Regions from separate parts of the Mus musculus genome. Here region 2 is linked to region 1. A link is a contact called in public HiChIP or PLAC-seq data. All regions are on one chromosome and are shown on one strand. Each heading gives the region's core, a stretch centred on a gene start, on an enhancer-like site or on the middle of the called end of the contact. The rest is flanking DNA. Distances are from core to core; before and after follow the strand shown.

Evidence for each region. HiChIP or PLAC-seq counts read pairs in DNA pulled down with a chosen protein or histone mark.
Region 2: a CTCF HiChIP or PLAC-seq map of CD8 T cells shows a contact between it and region 1, with 8 read pairs. The contact joins two enhancer-like sites. A contact is called at or near these places in 1 of 15 datasets of contacts at CTCF or cohesin (CD8 T cells), 15 of 484 Hi-C or Micro-C datasets (the BV-2 cell line, the Ba/F3 cell line, CD4 T cells and 9 more), 3 of 115 datasets of contacts at active chromatin or transcription factors (CD4 single positive thymocytes and regulatory T cells) and 1 of 9 other capture datasets (embryonic stem cells).

The regions. Positions count from the first base shown.
Region 1 is chr2:76,125,973-76,131,251 of GRCm38.p6, forward strand. All of the region lies in intron 9 of Pde11a (phosphodiesterase 11A), which reads right to left. Among named protein-coding and RNA genes, the nearest start is that of Gm52518, 92 kb to the left of the region's middle. Within about 2 kb of position 3,264, at least 31 of the 459 cell types and tissues checked have an H3K27ac peak or open chromatin away from gene starts, as enhancers often do. A contact at or near this core is called in CD4 single positive thymocytes, CD8 T cells and regulatory T cells, where this site is marked.
Region 2 is chr2:76,236,257-76,241,535 of GRCm38.p6, forward strand. All of the region lies in intron 2 of Pde11a (phosphodiesterase 11A), which reads right to left. Among named protein-coding and RNA genes, the nearest start is that of Pde11a, 100 kb to the right of the region's middle. Within about 2 kb of position 2,420, at least 23 of the 459 cell types and tissues checked have an H3K27ac peak or open chromatin away from gene starts, as enhancers often do. A contact at or near this core is called in CD4 single positive thymocytes, CD8 T cells and regulatory T cells, where this site is marked.

The DNA of each region.
Region 1 (5,279 bases), core at 2,014-4,513:
CCACGCTCCTTGCCATGATGATAATGGACTCATCTGCTTCTGAAAGCCAGCCCCTAGTGAAATGCTTTGTTTTATAAGCTTTGCTTTAGTCATGGCGTCTCTTCGCAGCAACAGAACAGTGACTAAGACAGGTACATTAATGTCAGTGTCATGCAGAACTCATAGATCCCACTAAAGTGTTTGAGGTACATGGATAATGACAGGATTATTAGAAATGCAGCACTTACTCATTTCCAGCATCAGTAAATACTTTCTGCATGTGTACTCATATATGTACATTGTGCATATCTGTACATGTGTGTATACACATGTATGTACATGTGTGTTTTCAGTACCCGTGGAGATCAACCCTGAGTTTTGTTCCTCAGATACTTTCTATTTTGTATTTTTAAGACCGTGTCTCCCTCTGACCTGGGGCTTACCAATTAGACTGGACAGTGAGTCCCAAGATAGACCTGTCTCTTCCTTCCTAGTGCTGGGATGGCAAGCTCACACTTGAACTACACAGCTCTGCACATGGTTTCTAGGGATCAAACTTAGGTATTCATGATCCTGTGCAAATGCTGTAGTGACTGGATCATCTTCCAGCCTCCACACTCCCTTTTGGTTGTTAAGAAACTGTTTTCTTAGGCTCTGACATAGGTAGTATCTGATAAATAAAGCAATAATGGATTATAACCCCCAAATGAGAGAGAGATAAAGAGATTTATAGAAAATTGGGAAGATTATGCAGAAAACAAATACTAAGTAATTTGAGTAGCTAGTTCCCCCTCAAGGAAATGGAACATAGCACTCCACTGTTGGGGATAGCTTTGCATATCCAAAGAGTGCAGTTAAGGAAAGAAGGTATCAGAGCAGCTCAGAGCAGCAGTGGGAAGCCTGAGAGCATTACTTCAGCCAGGGTGTCAAGGTCAAGGGTAAGTCATTCTGATGCGAACCACCCATGTCACCCATGGCCGTCCTCACCATCGTCTAGAATCAGAGTCTAAGCTTGAGAAAACGGCAGCCAATCCCGATAGAGAGACATACGAAGTGCTCACTCTGGAACACTGTTTCATGGACATACAATCAAAGCTAAGTGGACTAGGTAGGTTAAAGTGTGTGTGTGTGCGTGTATGCATGCATGTGTGTAACATAAAGAAATGATAATGAGCTTGGGGGAGGGGGAACCAGAGAGGAGTTTAAGGGAGAGAGGGAGAGGCAAGAGTGATGTAGATACAGTGGTCATGTGTGAAGTTCTCAGAAAAAAATAAGAAAATTACTAACTCCCTTCCAAAACAAGCCATAATACTTTTTAAAAAAGGAAATCATGAAATGTGGACATCCAAGAGAAGCTTAAAGCATGATATCTAAAGACAACAGGGAATCTTGGGACCCAGAACAGGAAAGGTATTTGGTAAAGAATCAGGAAAGGTGAACAAAGGAGCCCTCTAGGAGACAGAGTACAGCAATGATCATCAACTACAGCAAACACAGTAATAATAATAATGTACAATGGTAAAGGTAGAGGAAACATGATGCGGGGTACAAGGGGAGGCTACATTCTCTCTCTAAGTTTTCTATTAATATGAAATTGTTCTACATATGGCATATATGCGTGACATTCTTAACCAATAAGAACAAATCACTCTCTAACGTGTAGGGATCTGGAGAGAGAGCTCCAATTAAGAGTACTGGCTACGCCAGGCGTGGTGGTGCACGCCTTTAATCCCAGCACTTGGGAGGCAGAGGCAGCCGGATTTCTGAGTTTGAGGCCAGCCTGGTCTACAAAATGAGTTCCAGGATAGCCAGGGCTACACAGAGAAACCCTATCTTAAAAAAACTAAAAAAAAAAAAAAAAAAAAAAAAAAAGTACCAGCTGCTTTTCCAGAGGACCTAAGGTCGGTTCCCAGCACCCACACCAGGCAGTGTGAGACCGTCCGTAATTCCAGCTCCGGGGGATCCAATGCCATCTTCTGGCCGCTGTGCTCACACGTTCTCATGTGTACATACAGCCAGACACATAATTAAGAAAACAAATCTTCAAAATAAAACACAATGAAAAGTGAAAAAAATGCTCTAAAATAAGATGTACTTAAAAAATAGTATCTGGTTGGATGTTGATAGAGGTCCTCTGCTTTCCACAACACCTAAAGGAAAACACAGGAGCCCTCCCTAAGACTGAATATTGGATCTGAGGAATTTTGTTAAGTATTAGACAGATGCAATGGTATCTACAAACAAACCAAACCAAAACAACAAAATAAAATTGGCTTTATAGTGCTTAAAGACAGGAAAGAGCTGTTCTTCAAGCCGCCCCACGAGGGTGCTATTCCTTCTCTGGTGTCAAAGCGCTTTCCTGGAGACCAGGCATCTGCACTAATCAGAAAATCAATCCCTTCCTGGTCCTCTGGCTTCTGAACTGGCACCTACTTCTGAGGAATTGACTTTCACCCAGGGGCTTGGGGAAGTTATTGCAAGTAAAGCCCTGAATGAGGGTGGGGACAGGAATTGCTGTAACTATTACTGTCAACACCCAGGAGTGGCACCCCACAGTGTGTGCTGGAAGGAGATTCTTCCTGTACTTTATGATTATAATCTTTGCCTGTACTTTCTTGGATTTGATTCATTCAGCAAATAGTTCCTGCATGCAGCCTCACCAGACATCACACAGTTTCCTGTATGGCACTTTACTGTGACGCTCTCTTGGTATCTTGTTTACCTATTCCCGTTTTCTGCTAGAGTATAATAAATAGCACTTATATTCCCACTGCTCCATCCTTAGCAGCTAGAACAGCATGGGTCACAGTGAAGTGAAGGTGGTCGAAAGGGGACACGTGATTCTATGTACAGGAGCTTCCTAGTGAAATCAGAGTCACGGGCAAAGGGGTGGTTGCCATGGGTGACAGGGAGCTGAGTTAGATGTGCTGTGGATGTTGTCTCAGGTTGGGAGACAGAGAGTGGTGAGGGCTCTACAACAATGTGAAGCACTTAGACCCACTGAACTGAGTGCTGAAAAATGGCTGGAATAGTAAGTTCCATGTCGTGCTTATTTTTGCCACAACTACAAAGGAATAAAAAAGAACCCTGTCCCAGACTTAGAGGGATGAGCTGTGTCTCGGGAAGGGAAGGATGCATGGATCACTGAAGGTCAGTCCCTGTCAGGAGGGGCAAAGCTACAACATCGGGAATTGTCGACAGGAGAGGGCTCGCCACGGAGTTGTCTGGAGGGTTTGTGCAAACAAGTCCTTCTGCACAGAGAGAGCCGGAAGTCAGGCGAGGACACACCTCTCACAGAGGCTCTGCATCTCCACCCCACTTCTCCCTTGCTCTGAGCCTGTTTAGGGCAGGAAGGAAGAATAAGGAAATAAAAGAAGCTCATTGTAAACTCTCTTGGCAACAGGCTTCTAACTTCAGGAAAGAAGGCAATATATATACTCAATACCTCAGTGTGTCAGAAGATGCATCTAAGACCACCTTCGTCCAGGAGTGAAGACTGACTGGCTCAATGGATCAGGGAGAAGGGAAATGGGCAGGAAAGAAGAAATTAGTATCTGATCACGTGCTAGGAGTCCAGCTCTTTCACTCTTCCAACCAGAGGAGATTTTCCTCAGAGTTTAGGAGATTCCTCAGGGAGACTCATCTCTCCCCTCTTACTTCAGGAGGCTCCTTAACTCTAATAGAGGGAGGCTTCACACAAAGTCTGGAAAGAGATCTTTGAAGCCAGCCCTCCTTCCTTCCACACAAAACCAACTCTATTCATGGCATGGGGAATGCAGAGGAGATGCTCTGCCAGTTTGTGGGCAGCGAGACTTTTGTCATCAATCTCAAAGGGTCAAAGGTTTCCCTTTTGGATTCTTGTGCTGGAAGACCACAGTGGACGCAGCTCAAATGCTTTCACTTATCGTATGCATTTTTTTTTCTGAGTACCAATTGTGTAAAAAAAAAAAACACTAGGGGAGAGAAATAAAACAATCACATACTTCAGGGTACACACTTTCAGACAGAGGAACATACACAGGCATCATGCAGGGCAAAAGAAAGACAGCCACGGGACTAGACGTTTTCTGGAGTACATTTAAATTGAGCTCCGAATATCGGAATGGTCCTGAGTGGGGAGGCATAATTGGGACGGAGAATAATGAAAGCTGAGGGCACATTAAGGATCAGCTGGCAGACAGGCAGGTGGCTGATTTGTAGACTATGAAGCATTTGAGTGTGTAAGTAGCATACAATTCTCTGAGAAGAGAAATGAGAGCCAGGGGTAGGGAAGTAGTTTGGTGTGAGATTTCCAAGGGCCCCAGAGGCCAGGACATTTGTATTTTGATAGGGAATAGGGGAACAATTTAAGGTCTATGAGTCAGCTCGCGATGCACTCTACACTCTGTTGTAGGAGGAACAAGTAGAAGGGGATTGTGATTGCCCAGCCAAGAGGTAATGAAGCCCTTAAGTAGGACGGCTGCTGTGAACACTGGGAAGGAGGAAATAGATGGGAGGCTCTGGGGAGGTGGGGTAGATGACGCCTGGCTCCTGATTGCCTAGCCTCTCCCTCACTCTCTGTTTGACCCTCATTCTTCTCCTCTCTCTGATCATAAAACCGTGTGAGGCATCCCTTACCACCCAGACCTACACTTCCTGGAAATATTCTCGCCTGCATTAGGTAAGGCTTCATTCGCAATAACCGTGAAGGACACCCTGAAGAACAATTCCTGATGCTCCAAATGAGGACGTAATATTCCACATCTACATTCCTATTGTGCTCTCTGTGTTCTGACCTTTAGGTAAAGTTTCCCCTTTGTTCCGAGGACCACGCTCTGGGAAAATATGAGTGGAAAGAAACACGGCTTATCTGGAGTGTTTGGCTGCTTGCGCAGAATGGAAATCAAGATCATAAAAGTAAATTTGTTTAAATGATTGTAAATTCCTTTCTTTGTTCCATCATCCCGCTTTAAGAGCATCTAAGAGCTGTGAGGTATTAATATTACATACTTAGGTAAAAGAATTTTAACAATAGAGTTTTATAACTAAATTATAAGAAAGTTAGAAAAGCAGTCACCAAAAATAATTGTATTGATAATTCGATTGTTAGATAAAATCTAGGTACGATGGCAGTCATTCCATTTTTAAAGACCAGAAAAAGTAGAAGACATGTAGCTTACACATCTCTCTTTTACCTTTGGTGGATTGTGACTAACATGAGCTCAAGTTTCCAGCATGTGGCAATAGGAAGAGACTTCCTTCTATGCCAAGATAGATATGAAGTTGTGATTTCCAGGTCCTGTCACTTTCTGCAGAAGCAA
Region 2 (5,279 bases), core at 1,170-3,669, 110 kb after region 1:
ACTGAAATAAACAGCTACAAGCTTGTACAGGTTTACAGTAGTTCATCTATGGTGAACATCATTGTGAACCATAATGTTACTGTTTTATGAGAAGCATGAAATTGCCCACAGGAGTATTCTTGCTTTTCATGGGAAGATTGATCACTTCAAGCTGGCATTTTAATTCAAAGTTGAATTGCTTACAAGTTTGACGGAGAGTCACAGGAGTTGTCAAGAGTTGAACTGTTTCTCCATCCCGTCCCACTCAAGCAGAGCCCTTACTTCAACTCTACCAGGCTGAGGCCACATCCCATGATCCTTGGGGAAAGGAACAGCTGGAGGAAGATCTATTGAGGGTCAGTTTCTCAGGGACCAGTGAAGTCAGCTTGAGAATAAGGGACAGAAGATCTTGTTGGGGCCCTGGACCTCATACAGGAAATGTTAATGACAATGAACATTAGCTAATAAGGTATAATACAGATCTCAGTTCCTTTCCCTCATCTCAGAGAGGTTCCAGAAAGAGCAAAATCCCCAAGGGACCGGATATTCTATCCAGATACCAAATCTATCAGTCTTCTCCATTCTGTATGTTGGAACATGACACACCTACTTGTCAATATCCTTCATCTACTCTTGACATAATTTTGTTCAATCTCTCCTGGAACTCTGGAATACCCAGTCTTCTCAGGTAGACATCTGTAAATTTATCTTAGCCCATTTCTATAAGGAACTATAGAAAGAGAGGGGTGGGTGTCTCTAGAACATGTGTGAGGTACCTACACAGGATGAAAATGGCTACTTCATGAGCCAACTGAAGTTGGAACAACATTGGTGAGTCTTGACCCAAAGTGAAGAATGTTCTTCCATGCCCTTTCCCTTGTCTTCCTAGAGCATGCTGCTAGTGTTTCTTCATGCTTGGTCTATTTTGAGCATGAATGGCTATAGCTCAGTACTTGTATGACAGTGTCAGGATCACAACCTATCCATTTCACAGTCTGTCAGTGACACCAAATCTATCTCACAATTGGATTTTAGGAAAAGCTATCACTCTGTCTCCAGAGTTTGGAGTCATGGACAGAAAGCTACCTTGAGCCCTTGGTCTAGAATAGACAAAGCATAAAGTCATCTGTAATTTAATTCTAGTCACTCCTCCCTGCCTCTCTGTAACTCTCCTAACCAGTTCTCCCCTGCTTGTGGATTGTCTCTAATAGAAAGAGTTCTGAGAAGGCCAAGTCGCTGTGCCTTCCCCATTACAGATGTTCAGCCATAGATTCGTGAATATTTAAACATGCTTGGATTTGATATGTGTTGATTTAGTCCCAGGGATGTAAAATTTAAGTAATATTTTAACTATACTTTTTTATACTGTTAGTGCCCCTTTCATATCCTTGGGTGTTGCCATTTTCTGAGTTTGGGATGCCACAGAATTGTTAGAGCTAAGAATTGTATCCCTGGGCCGGAGAGAGCAGGGCCAGAGTGAGCAGGACCGGGGAAAATATTGTGTCCCTAAAATATTCACAAGGCTTATCTTCACACATTTCTATAGGGGAAGATAAGCCCTTTCTTGGCCATGTTTATAGCACCCTAGTTAGATTGCTGATTAAGTACCCTTTGCTCAAGAGGGACCTAGCAGGTCTCTCTTGATAGATGGGCCTGTTGACATATCTGTCTCCTGTCAGTTGCCTTTGGATGATTAATCATATCATCCTCCTACCTCGAATGCACTACCTCATAATTGTCAACCCCAAGTGACTCAAGACAGACAAGCTGCAGGTTAAACACAAATAACAGACTGAAAGTTTTATTAGCAAAACAGTGTGACCCTTTTCTTGTGAAATGCTCCTACTATCATAATCTAGTGCTGCCTTCTCTCTTTTCAGTGGGGCAGGGAAGAGGAACTCTTTGACTTGCTTGGAGTTCTACGGGGCAGAAAAGATCCTATGAAGCCAGGCAGGAAGTAGATTTGCCTATCAACCAATGAAAGGGTGCTTCTAAGAAGCGGGGTATGTATAGATTTTATCTTCTGAAGAGGATACACAACCACGCGGAATATACTGCAATGAAAAAACTATGTTTCAGAGAGACAGGCAAGCATTACTATTTGTAAGTACTCACAGCCGGTTTTTTTTTAAGTATACAACCAAAGGCGATAACAGAAAAGAGGGAGTTGCTGAGCGAGGTTGAACAGTGTTGTAGAATGGAAAAGGAAAAAAAAAAAAAGCAAGGGAAGGGAAAGGGGGAAGGGAGACCAGAGGAAGAGCAAAGGTTATCCCTGGCTGGCTTCAGAGCTGGTGAACTAGTCACCAAGATAGGGGACACGTGGACACCTCCGAGGGCATCTACAGAAACCTGAGGCAAAAGGTGGCTTTGGAGAAGACAAAGTCTTCTCCTTGCAGGTGGCAAATCTGCAGTAAGAAGTCAGGTTGGTTAGTTAACACATCCTGCATTTCTGTTCCTTGAAAGGATGTGGCTTCTGCAGCTCTGCCTGCTTTAACAGCTTTCTAGTGTCAACCAGTGGCTTGGCCTGCATTCTTTATCCCGGCAGAAGCTGTTGTGTTTCTTCTGTTATCATTTCAATCCATGAAGAAAATCCCTCTCAAAAGCTTCCCAGCAGCCTTCTCTCTGGTGGGAACAGCTCTTCATACTTATATTTGTACCAATAAGATGAGACCAGCAATCAGCTTGAATCAAACATCATTCTCTCGTCCAAGACCCAGGATAAGGCTGAAACCCTTGGTGGTGAGGAAGACAGTGAGTGGATGGTAGTGTCTGTTATGTATATGTTATGAGATGACTCGTGCCCTCCAACTCCTATGTTGAGATTCTAACTCCTAGCACCTCACGGGTGGTCTTTAAAGAGGTTATTAACATAAACAGAGTCTTACATGTGGACTTACATTAGAGCAGTGTCCATAGAGGATGAGGCGATCAGGATGTGGACAGGCAAACAGGGAGAATGGCAAAGGTATAAGGAGCAGTGAACCCAGAAAACTGACTGTAAAAGAAACTGCTTTCCCCACACTCAGATCTCTGGCTTGTAATTCTCTGGTACTGCAAGGAAGTCCTGTTTCTGTTGCTGAAGCCATCCCTTCTGTGGAGTTTTGTTATGCCAGCCTTGACACAGGAATGCAGCTTACAGCCAGGAACATATGCATCAGGGAAAGAAATATGAGGTGGGAACAGATTGCTAAGACATCTTGCTAATCAGTTGTTTATCGGAGACTTGTTAATATCACGAAGGGAGAAACCATCAGACAATGTGCATCCTAGCAGAAGCATACAATGGGACAAACAATACTGCAAGGTGTTAGGAAAGGAGGAAGACAGAGGGGGGCATGGAGAGAGGGAGTGGGGATAAAAAGAAGGTTTAAGCTGATTTAACCAAGACATTAGATTCAAACACCAGTTTCATGAAGAGAGGACAGAGGAACGAGTTAGCCATGGGAACACAACCAACCAAATCCATACTGTTGGGAACTCTCCTGGGATCGAGGTGCTGCCTAGGACTTGAGACTTTCTGTTAACAGAAGGATAAACCTGGGCAAACCATGGCAAATTGGTTACTTAGTCTGTTCTTCAACAACAAAAAATTATGAAAGAGAAAAGGGGGAAGAACCTATACTTTAAAGTTATTTAGATATGTCAGCCATCAGAGCATGTGGGTCTTATTCTGAGTTCTTCCCCGAATTAACTATTAAAAAGTTTTATGAAAGGGGCTAGAGAGTTGGCTCAGTGGTTAAGGGCATCTGTTGTGTTTACAGAATACCTGGGTTCAGTTCCCTACACCCACATGGTAGCTCACCACCACCCTGAACTCTAGCTCCAGGAGAATCTGACAACCTCCTCTCTGACTTCCATGGGCACCAGGCATGCACATGGTGTATAGCTATCCATGCATGTAAAAAAAAAAAAAAAAAAAAGAAACAAAATGAAACAAACAAACAAACAAAAATCCAAAACTCATGAACATAGAATATACAAATCTTTAAATTTTTTAAATTTTGAAAAAGTATCATCAACTTTCCTGTATTTTTGGTAAATGTTTATAGTATCCTGGGACTGTCAAGATGGAGCGGTGAGTAGATGGTCTTGCCATGCAAGTCTGTCGGGCTAAGTTTGATCCCAAAATCTCACATGAAGGTAGAAGGGAACCAACTCCACAGCATTGTCTTCTGACCTCCGTCTGGGTGCACACCAACACATAAATAACAGGTTTTAATTTTTTAAAAAAAAGGGTATGTTCTCAAATTTTGTGTTATCTTCTGAGACTAAGTATTTGAATTAAGTCTAATCACTTCTATGTTTCTTCAAACACATCTGGGCCAAATGGCAACACATTATGTTAGAATTCTGTTGGGAAAGTAAATGAAAATATAACCAGGAGAAAATGAGGTCCTGGGAGGCTCTGCTGTTTTATCCCAGAAAAGCCTAATAAGGAAGGTGGGCTTGCAACAGCTGTTTGCATGAAGGACATGAGTCCTAGTTGTAGTAGTTTGAGACTTCCTATGAGTCCGCTGTGCCCTGGCTAGGCCATTATCAATTTGAGCTGAAAACAAACATTCTGGTACAGCATTTAAAGCCTCATTTTTCACATTATCAGTTCTCTTTTCAAATAATAGTTGTCAGGGAAGTTTACCCTGAAGTGTATTCTGTGTTGTATTAATAGCCGACATGGGATGAGTTTCATCAAGTAAGTTTGGGAGCGCTTGGGAAGGAGTTATACCCGTTGCACAGAGGAATCTGTGCTGTAAATGTCTAAGAAGGGCATAGTTTATAGTCTGCACTTTGAGGATTCTAAACAGCAATAGTGTTCCACAGTGAATGTGTTAGGAAACACAATTTGGTTTAAGGTTATGTATTTCTTAGTTAAACCAAATCTAAGATTGAAGTGTCCATATTTCAGGCAAATCAATCTATAGCAAACATTGATGTAATTAAAATTGACATCAGTTGGGGAGAAGGCTGAATTTGTTATCGTCTCTCCCAAGTGAACTCCCAGGTCCCTCCTCACCTTTCAGGCTGGGATAGATCCAAACCAAATACAATGCTAGGTGTATTGGATGGATGGTGTCCTTTAACCCTAATGACGACTATCTTCTGATGTAGCTCTTATGAGCTGGTTTTGACTGCCTAGGAATCTGTGCCCTGAAGCTGGAATGTTGTGCTTTGGTCATGGTGTCTCTTCACAGCAATGGGAACCCTAAGACAATATTGTGGTTTTTTTTTTTTTTTTTTTTTTTTTGGTGTTTTTGAGACAGGGTTTCTCTGTATAGTCCTGGCTGTCCTGGAACTCACTCTGT